Regions from separate parts of the Ovis aries genome. Here all the other regions are linked to region 2. The links are chromatin contacts, called in public Hi-C maps. All regions are on one chromosome and are shown on one strand. Each heading gives the region's core, a stretch centred on a gene start, on an enhancer-like site or on the middle of the called end of the contact. The rest is flanking DNA. Distances are from core to core; before and after follow the strand shown. Region 1 overlaps MYO10 (myosin X). Region 2 holds the start of MYO10 (myosin X). Region 3 overlaps MYO10 (myosin X).

Region 1 (2,700 bases), core at 47-2,546, 130 kb before region 2:
ATTAGCAAAATAAAGTAAAAATAAAAATTAAAACATCATAACCTTTTAATACAAGCTTTCTTTTGAAAGTGATGACTAGTCAAAACCTCATGGGCATGCTCCCCTTTCCTGGTTGGGGAACCAGCCCCCCAGCATCACTTAAGAAAAAGAATCTGTCTTCCAACACAGGGGTCAGGGGTTCAATCCCTGGTCAGGGAACTAAGATTCCGCCTGCTGCAGAGCAACTGAGTCCAGGTGCCACAACGAGAGAGTCCATGTACCACATCGAAAGATCCTGTGTGCCACAACTGAGACCCAACACAGCCTAAATAAATAAGTAAAATTAAAAACAAACAAAAGAAGTCACTTACCCTGACACAGATGACGTGGACTCTGTATGGGGGCAGGAGACCCACAGGACATTAAGTTTGTTAGTAAAGGTGAAGATAGAACTTCCAAAACATCTTATGCCTAGTTTTGTGTTTGAGTAATTCATTGCACTAGGCCCAGTGAAGTAGTTTTAAGGTCTTTCAGAAAGACAACGAGGTCCATAGTGTAGCAGTTACAGAAGACACACCCGTGCCTCCTCCCAATCCCCAGAGATTCTAGGTGCAGGAAGCGGGGCTCTCTGAACAGCAGGTGGTCAGCACTAAGGCAGCCCCTAGGAGGGAAGGATCATGCCAGTGGTGGTTATGCCCATGACCCACTAACATTCCCATACCTTCCCCAGTTGAGCCTGGTCCCCAACACACAGTTAGAGCTGGTCTGTGAGCTCACGCCCAGCTAGTGTCTCTGGCTCAAAAATCATTCCAACCCATCTGAAGACTGTCCCACTCTTGAATACTTTGTCTTATAGATTTTGTGGCTGCCCATAAATTCAACCAATGGACTCCCCTATGCCAACAGGGGGCAAGAGAAAACCAGTCTGAATTTGAGCCCAAATTCAATCATCTGAATCTCTCCCCACCTCCAGGAAAAAAGAAGAGGAAAGCATATGTAAAATGTGTGTTTGGCTGGTATGGAGAAAGAACCCAGTTTTTCACTGCTATTTTTCAAGATTGTGCGAAACCGTGCCTCATGGAGAGTTCAAAATGCCTCTTCCTGTAAGCACCTCCACTTAGTTCCAGAGGTAGGTTAGGCTTTTTTAACATGAAAGCACACGTTTTACAGTTTCACCTCCTCACTAATGACGTGAGTCATTCATTTCTCGACAGGCCTGACACCAGATTTCAAATCACAATTAGCTCTACGTGTTTGCAAAACAACTTGACTGATGTTTCAGAACCGCGGGGCACAGAGGACAACTGACCTACGCAGACACGCTGCGACATAACCTTGACCTACGGGCAGCCCAGAGGCCACGGTTCAGAGGAACAGAGCTGCCCCTGCTGACAGAGGAAGGAAGAGAGCCAGCGAGCAAGGGCAGGACCCTGGATCCTAATCGGGGGGGTGCTTTCCCACAGGTCTGCGGTGACGCCCCCATTCCCCACTCACCCACAAGCATATAGGACGGGAATCGTCCCACTTTCCAGCTTCACAGTCCCTGGCCACTGTCTCCACGTGCTGGCCACACCCAAGCACGTGGAGTTGTTTAACTCTACAATCAACCCCCTCTTTCTCCATCCACACCACCCTGACCACACTTGCTCAATTACCCCCGAATCTCCTTCCTCATTCATTTCCCACTCAAGTCCTGTGTGTTCAATCCTAGCTGTACCCTTGACAAATGAACACCTGAAGACAGACACTCCTCTGCATAAAACTCCTTTACAGCTCCCACAATCTTCAGGGTCAACCCACAGAATATTCGAGAAAAGAGTCTGAGCACCTCCAGAAAGGTGACTGAACACCCACATCCTAACACATTTTTCTCCTAACAGTTACAGAAGCGGGGGCAGCTTCAGTTACTTTCTCATCTTCATCGTTTGTGTCCATAGTCAAAGTCACTCAGTCGTGTCCGACTCTTGCGACCCCATGGACTGCAGCCCACAAGGTTCCTCTGTCCATAGGACTCTCCAGGCAAGAATACTGGAGTGGGCTGCCATTTCCTTCTCCAATGTTTGGGTCCATACTGGTGCCAAATGATATTTTTGGACCCCCCCTTCCAAAGGAAGGTGTAAATCAACATGGCAACCAAAGTCATAGTTCCTAACGGTTTCTTCATATTAGATGAGGTGGCTGAGGTCCATCAGCAAAAATATTTACAGCCTGAGGCACCTTTATCTTTTCTCCCACTACCTTGAACACACCACCCTGCATGGATTATTTTGTCACTAAAACAAAGGCTGCATGGATAAGAGATTTGCTGAATAACAAGGAAAGTTCGACATGGAAGTGAACATGGAGACTGAGGAGTGGAGCGGGGAGGAGATCAGCCTAGTTGTAAGTTAAGTATCAAGGGATGCAACAGATGCAATGCGGTCAGAAGTCACAAGAGCGGTGAGAAAACATGCGTTCCCTGAGTGTGCCACGGACCACTCCCTTGCCGTTCAGCCGTGTCTGACTCTTTGTGGCCCCGTCGACTGCAGCCCGCCAGGCTCCTCTGTCCATGGGATTTCCCAGGCAAGAATACTGGAGTGGGCTGTCAATTCCTTCTCCAGGGGATCTTCCTGCTCTAGCGATTGGAAGGGCAACTCCTGCACTGACGGTTGGATCCTTTACCACTGAGCCACCCGGGAAGCCCAATAATACCATAGCTGTGCTTATTCGTATTTCAGTTAT
Region 2 (2,700 bases), core at 48-2,547:
CGGTGTCCCGCCCTCAATGACCCTAAAAGGAATATCAGTTCCATCTCTCAAAATAACCAAAGTGCGCCCTAAACGATTTTCTTTACATTCGAATTCAAAATCTGCCAAGGACAGTCAGCACAAACATGTGATCTTTTGATCTCACGCTCTGGAATGATCTCAAAGCCGGATCTCAAAGCCTGAAGGAGCACTTCTTGGGGAGCACTACACTCCAAAGGTCCGACGGGCGAAAACTCAAGTCAACGACTGAACGCTTGCCGCCCCCTTCTCACACTTCATTAAGCGTCTCCTCTGGAAGTGTTTGCGCCCTCTCACAGGAAGCCGGCACGTTTTGCAAAGGAAATACCAGACCAGACCTTTCTTGGAGAAAAGGCACGTCCCCAGTGAGCCTTTTCATGGGGTTTCCCGCACCCCGGCAGCGGGGCGGGCAGCCCTCCCGTCGGGGCCCTTCGTCCGCCGGCTCACCTCGCCCGGGGCGCCGCGGGACAGCCGGTAAGCCAGACGCCCCTGCGCCAGGACGCTCACCTTCGCGGCATCCCAGAGCCAAATGAGAGCGCGGGACAAAATAAAATCCTTCCCCGGCTTATTCAGCCGTGAGACTCCCCACCCCGGGGCTCGACTTCTGGCGACTCCCCGAAAGTTTCGCCCTCTCGGGCTTAGCGCGCGCGGTAGCGGGTGTGCGCGCGGCTCTGGGGGCGCACCGCTTCCCTTCCCGGAGGCCAGGTCCCCGGCAGGAAGGGAGCCCGCGCCCGCCCTCCCGGCCGCGAGCTCACTCACCTCGGGGAAGAAGTTGTCCATTGTTCCCCGTGCGCTCCCCAACTTGCCCAAGTCCGGCTCCCAGCTCTCGCGGAAGTCAATGCAGCCCAAGGTCCGGGGGAACCATGCGTGTCACGGCGCGACTCCCAGAAACTCGAGCCCGCGGGGTTCCCCCGCTGCCATCTCCGTCTCCCCCTTCTCGGCTTTCGCACCTTTTGTTTGCCCAAACCCCAGTCTCTTAACGCATCCGTCCCAACTGCAGCCTTTGTCTCCTCGGGCTCCAAGTTCCTCACTCCTGGGCGCAGCGCTCGCGAGCGGAGAACAGCTGGTGGCACATTCTTCCCCCGGGCTGGGGGAGGGCGGCGGGGGGCGGCTGGAGAGTGCGCCCCACTCCCTCTGCGCTCCGGCCCGAGGCGCTTGGGGCGGGCAGGGGAACAGCGGCCACAGAGCGAGCCCCGGAGGTGGCTCTCCCGGCTCGAGCGCCGCGGCGGTGAGGATTCCGGCGCCCGGGTCTCACCGGCTCACGGTCACACCGAGACTCGCGGACAGGGGCGCACGGCTCGCCCCGCCCTCTCGTCCGGGCCCGCCCACTCGTTCGTCTCGCCCCGCCCACGGCTGAGCCCCGCCCACTCAGCCGGCCCACCAGAAGCTCGTTGGCCACGCCCTACCCCTCCGGGAGCCCCGCCCTCAGCCCGCCCCTCCCCTCGCTTCCGCCAGGTTAGGCCTCGCCCGGCCGGCGCGACCCGCCCCCAACTTCGCTCAAGCCCCGCCCACTCCGCGCCTCGGGCCGCCGCGGGCTTGGAGACTCGGAGGCTGGTGGGGCCCTAGCGCTTAGCGGACTACCTCCCCGCCTCCTCCCCTCCCCATTGTGGGGAGGGGAGGGGAAGTTGACGCCCCTCTGGTGATAGAGACCTAATAGTCACTGAGGAGGAGGAGGGGTTGGGGGATTTGTGTGTGTGTGTGTGTGTGTGCCTTTGATCTTTAGCAGACCCTGGAACCGGCTCAACGTGGAACTTATTAATGCAGCTCGGCAGATGATCGACCCCGGGGACGGAAGCGCGATCCGAGGAGCTGCCCCGGCTGTTGGGCCAGATCAAAGCAGAGAACGAAGGCTGATCAGAATTTCTGGAAGCCGCCTACCCGTATGGAGTTTCTCTCCTGCACTCAGGTTACAAGAAGTTTTCGTCGCGGCGGGAAAATTCAGTTTTGTGAACTGGAAGAGGACGTGGCCAATTACACCTTAAAAAATGTAACCGTTTCCACTGACCCAAAGGAAGCAGATAGCCAAGTGGAAGTGGGTGAAAGCTCAAATCCTCCCACCCCCATACCGAGTCCTGGGGTCTCTAGGGCAATCCCTCGAACTTTAGCGTGCACAGGAATTACCTGGGAATCTGGTTAAAATGCAGATTGGACTTGATTAGAGTGAGCGCTGATAATCTTGCATTTCCAGCAAGTTTCAGCTGCCTTGTGCTGTTCTGCAAACTGGAACCTGTCTGTAACAGAAAATGAGAGCAAAGGTTTAAAAACATTTGTAGCAATGTAAAAAACACCACGACATAGAAGCACGTGATTGGTGGACTCTGAACCGAGAATAAACCAGTTTGGGTGTTGTCAGACTCCTGGTGAGTCATACCTGGCACAGCAGGGGTTTCCTATTGGTACCTGGCAGATTGGGAACAAAAACGACTGGTTCTTAACCACAGGTGGTTTGAGAAACTCTCTCTAGGGGATTTGGCAACTGCTTATCCTTTAAAACTCAAGTCAGAAAGACATCTTTCCTGGGAAGCCTGCCCAGAGGTGTCCAGCCACTCAGGCCACTGCCAGCTCCACCTAACGACCAGGTGTGGCTTATCCTAAGACTACTGAGGAAACTGTATCATATTGGAGTAAAACTATATTCTATAGGGTTTTTCTTTTTAATTGGTGTCCTTCCCATCTTCAGTT
Region 3 (2,700 bases), core at 4-2,503, 69 kb before region 2:
GATACGACTGAGCAACTAAACCACCCCTTTACCCATCCTCAACGCCAACCCTCATGAGGAGGACATGGCTTAGAAGTGGGGTGTCTCCATTTACCACAGCTCTCCAGGGAGGCGACCTTGGGAAGAATGCGGTGGAGAACTCAGCACATGTCTGAAGCTGAGCTCATGCGGGAGGGGTCTGTCACACCCTCCTGAGCCTTGCACTGCAGGTACTAGCGCAGGTCTCTGTAGAACACTGAGAAACCAATTCCCTGTGCATATTACTGAGTCTTTCAGAAAACTAGTTCCAAAAACAGGCCCATAAATGAATTTCTCAAATGCATTTGCACCTCCATCATAAGCCAACAACTGCCTAAATTTGTTCTAATAAATGGCCTCTGCATTTTCTATCGAAATTACACCCAGCATCCAATGGTGCTGTGTCTGCCTGCCATAGATAATTTTCTGAACTATTTTTGGTTTCAAATAAGATCTTCACATCGACTTTTCACATAATGATACTTATAATAAAGGTATAGTAGTTAAGCCTCAAAAAAATAAATAAACAAAACTGAGTTTTGATGTAATCAGTTTTCGACACCGCCTCTTCCAAAGTTACCACCTGGTCTGAGCTTAGCATCCAACATTAATGAAAGCTATTTTTTCAGCATTCATAGGTATCAAGAATGCAAGGCACCATCCTACTCACCCTCAAGTATGAACAATCTGAGTTCCTCAGCTATCTACAAAATTGAAAGCAACCAAAGATCCAATGGTACAAAACCACCGAAAGGGACCATGGATCCAACAGTACAAAACGCCAGCCCATTTCTGCTTGGACACATGTGTCACAGGACCAGGAATCCCAGGGACTGCAGAAAGGGTCTGGACATACCACAGGCTCACAGAGGCACAAGCTGGCTGAGCGACCCAGAGCAGAGCCTGGAATCCAGAGGTTGACCGAAGAGGAGATGCCCAGGCAGGACAGAGTCAGGCTTGAGTCCAAATAAACAGATCAAGCCAAAGGAACGGGGGGAGGAGGCTCATTCAACGAACCTGGGGAAGAAAGAGGAGGCCAAAGTCGAGAAACAGCCACAAAGGAAAAAGTCAATAAGCTGACCCAACCGGGGACAGGGAGCCACAGAAGGTCATGACCCTAGGCAGAAACCAATTACTCCTTCCTGCAAAATCATTGTGTGTGTGTGTGTTCAACTAGAGGCTCACTGGGGCCAGTAAATACTGTTTACAGAGATCCAACCCTTCCCTACCCATCCACCCACCCGATGGGGGTGCCAGACAGGGAGGGGCCTGGCTGTTCAGTCCAAATGGTCTAGGCTGAGGGGAAAGGCAAAAGGCTGCTCTGAAAGCAAAGGTCAGAAATAAATTGGATTCACTTAAAGGAGCAGGGAGACAGGCCCCAGAGACAAGGGTTTCTTAAGGTCTTGTATGTGTTAGCCGCTCAATCATGCCCAATTTTATGTGACCCCATGGACTGTAGCCCTGCCAGGCTCCTCTGTCCATGGCATTCTGTAGATAAGAATACTGGAGTGGGTAGCCATTCCCTCCTCCAGGGGACTGTCCTGACCCAGGGATTGAACTTGGGTCTCCCAAATTGCAGGCAGATTCTTTACCATCTGAGCCATTACTGATGGATTTTTCAGATGCTGGGAATAGGGCAGGTAATGGAAATGGTGTGCACCCTTGGCAAGCTAAGGTGTATGATACTTGATACAACTCACACTCATTAGAACACCAATGTACCTAATAGTATTTGTTACTGTGAGCCGCGTCCTGTTTCACTGTAGATGCTGAAGTACCTAGAACCATCTCAGGTTTCAAAACGTCAAACTGTGGGAAGATACTCTGAACCAAACTCAACAGCCAACCACTCCTCCTCAAAAAACAAAAGTGAATGTTATATGGTTTTGGAGTCTATCAAGTAAAATAATTCCTTTGAAAAAGTCATTCCTTTTAATTATTTTCAATGGCTCTCTATTTTGCTCTGGCCTTATACAGCCTAAGGGTGGTTCTTACGTGGCCAAGACAGAAATAATCCAGCCAAACTCCCAACATGACTCTTCTGACAAGGAGGTTTTTTCTTCTGTCACTTGTGGCCCTTTCAGACTTGTGATTTCCTCCTTAAAATGTAATATGATAACAGCCTCAACAGAGCACACATCCTGCTAATGAGGCGTCCTCCTAACTGGCTCCATGCTGACTGCAAATAGAGCTTCAGAGGCATTCAGCATTCAAGTGTCTTCATGGGCCAGCTCTGCTCCCCGATGCTGAAGTGAAACAGTGTTAGTCACTCAGTCGTGTCCAGCTCTTTGCAACCCCATGGACTGTGGCCCACCAGGCCCCTCTGTCCATGGAATTCTCAAGGCAAGAATACTGGAGTGGGTTGACATTTCCTTCTCCAGGGGAATCTTCCTAACCCAGGGATCAAACCCAGGTCTCTTGCACTGCAGGCAAACCCTTTACCATCTGAGCCACCAAGAAAGCCCAAAGTGCTAAGGACCCAGCAGTGACAGACTCCCATTCTCAGAAAGCTTGCTGAGGAGACATAGAAAAAAAAAAAAAAAAACCAAGATAAAAAGTCAAGGTAATGGTCCTCTTGGAAACAGGTTGGAAACGCCTCTGTGGAAAGGTGTTCGTCTAAGTGTTCATCCCTGGGTGCAGGTGGGCAGGACCAGAAGCATCTCTGCAGGAACCAGGTTCTCG

Evidence for each region. Hi-C and Micro-C count contacts between places; a contact is called where the count stands out from the background.
Region 1: a contact with region 2 is called in a Hi-C map of mixed tissues, with 2.5 times the contacts expected there. The contact joins the enhancer-like site here to the promoter of MYO10 in region 2. A contact is called at or near these places in 2 of 16 Hi-C or Micro-C datasets (mixed tissues and tail adipose tissue).
Region 3: a contact with region 2 is called in a Hi-C map of liver, with 2.5 times the contacts expected there. The contact joins the enhancer-like site here to the promoter of MYO10 in region 2. A contact is called at or near these places in 2 of 16 Hi-C or Micro-C datasets (liver and skin fibroblasts).

The regions. Positions count from the first base shown.
Region 1 is chr16:56,525,162-56,527,861 of ARS-UI_Ramb_v3.0, reverse strand. The region is part of intron 2 of MYO10 (myosin X); the gene reads right to left. Among named protein-coding and RNA genes, the nearest start is that of MYO10, 130 kb to the right of the region's middle. Within about 2 kb of position 1,296, at least 4 of the 54 cell types and tissues checked have an H3K27ac peak or open chromatin away from gene starts, as enhancers often do.
Region 2 is chr16:56,397,888-56,400,587 of ARS-UI_Ramb_v3.0, reverse strand. It overlaps MYO10 (myosin X), which reads right to left and starts at 1,297. Exons shown (of 40, transcript XM_060400564.1): 1 at 778-1,297. The coding sequence starts at 798. LOC121816822 (a long non-coding RNA gene) reads left to right here and starts at 85. Exons shown (of 2, transcript XR_006056542.2): 1 at 85-492; 2 at 1,742-2,700.
Region 3 is chr16:56,467,099-56,469,798 of ARS-UI_Ramb_v3.0, reverse strand. The region is part of intron 2 of MYO10 (myosin X); the gene reads right to left. Among named protein-coding and RNA genes, the nearest start is that of MYO10, 69 kb to the right of the region's middle. Within about 2 kb of position 1,253, at least 1 of the 54 cell types and tissues checked has an H3K27ac peak or open chromatin away from gene starts, as enhancers often do. A contact at or near this core is called in liver, where this site is marked.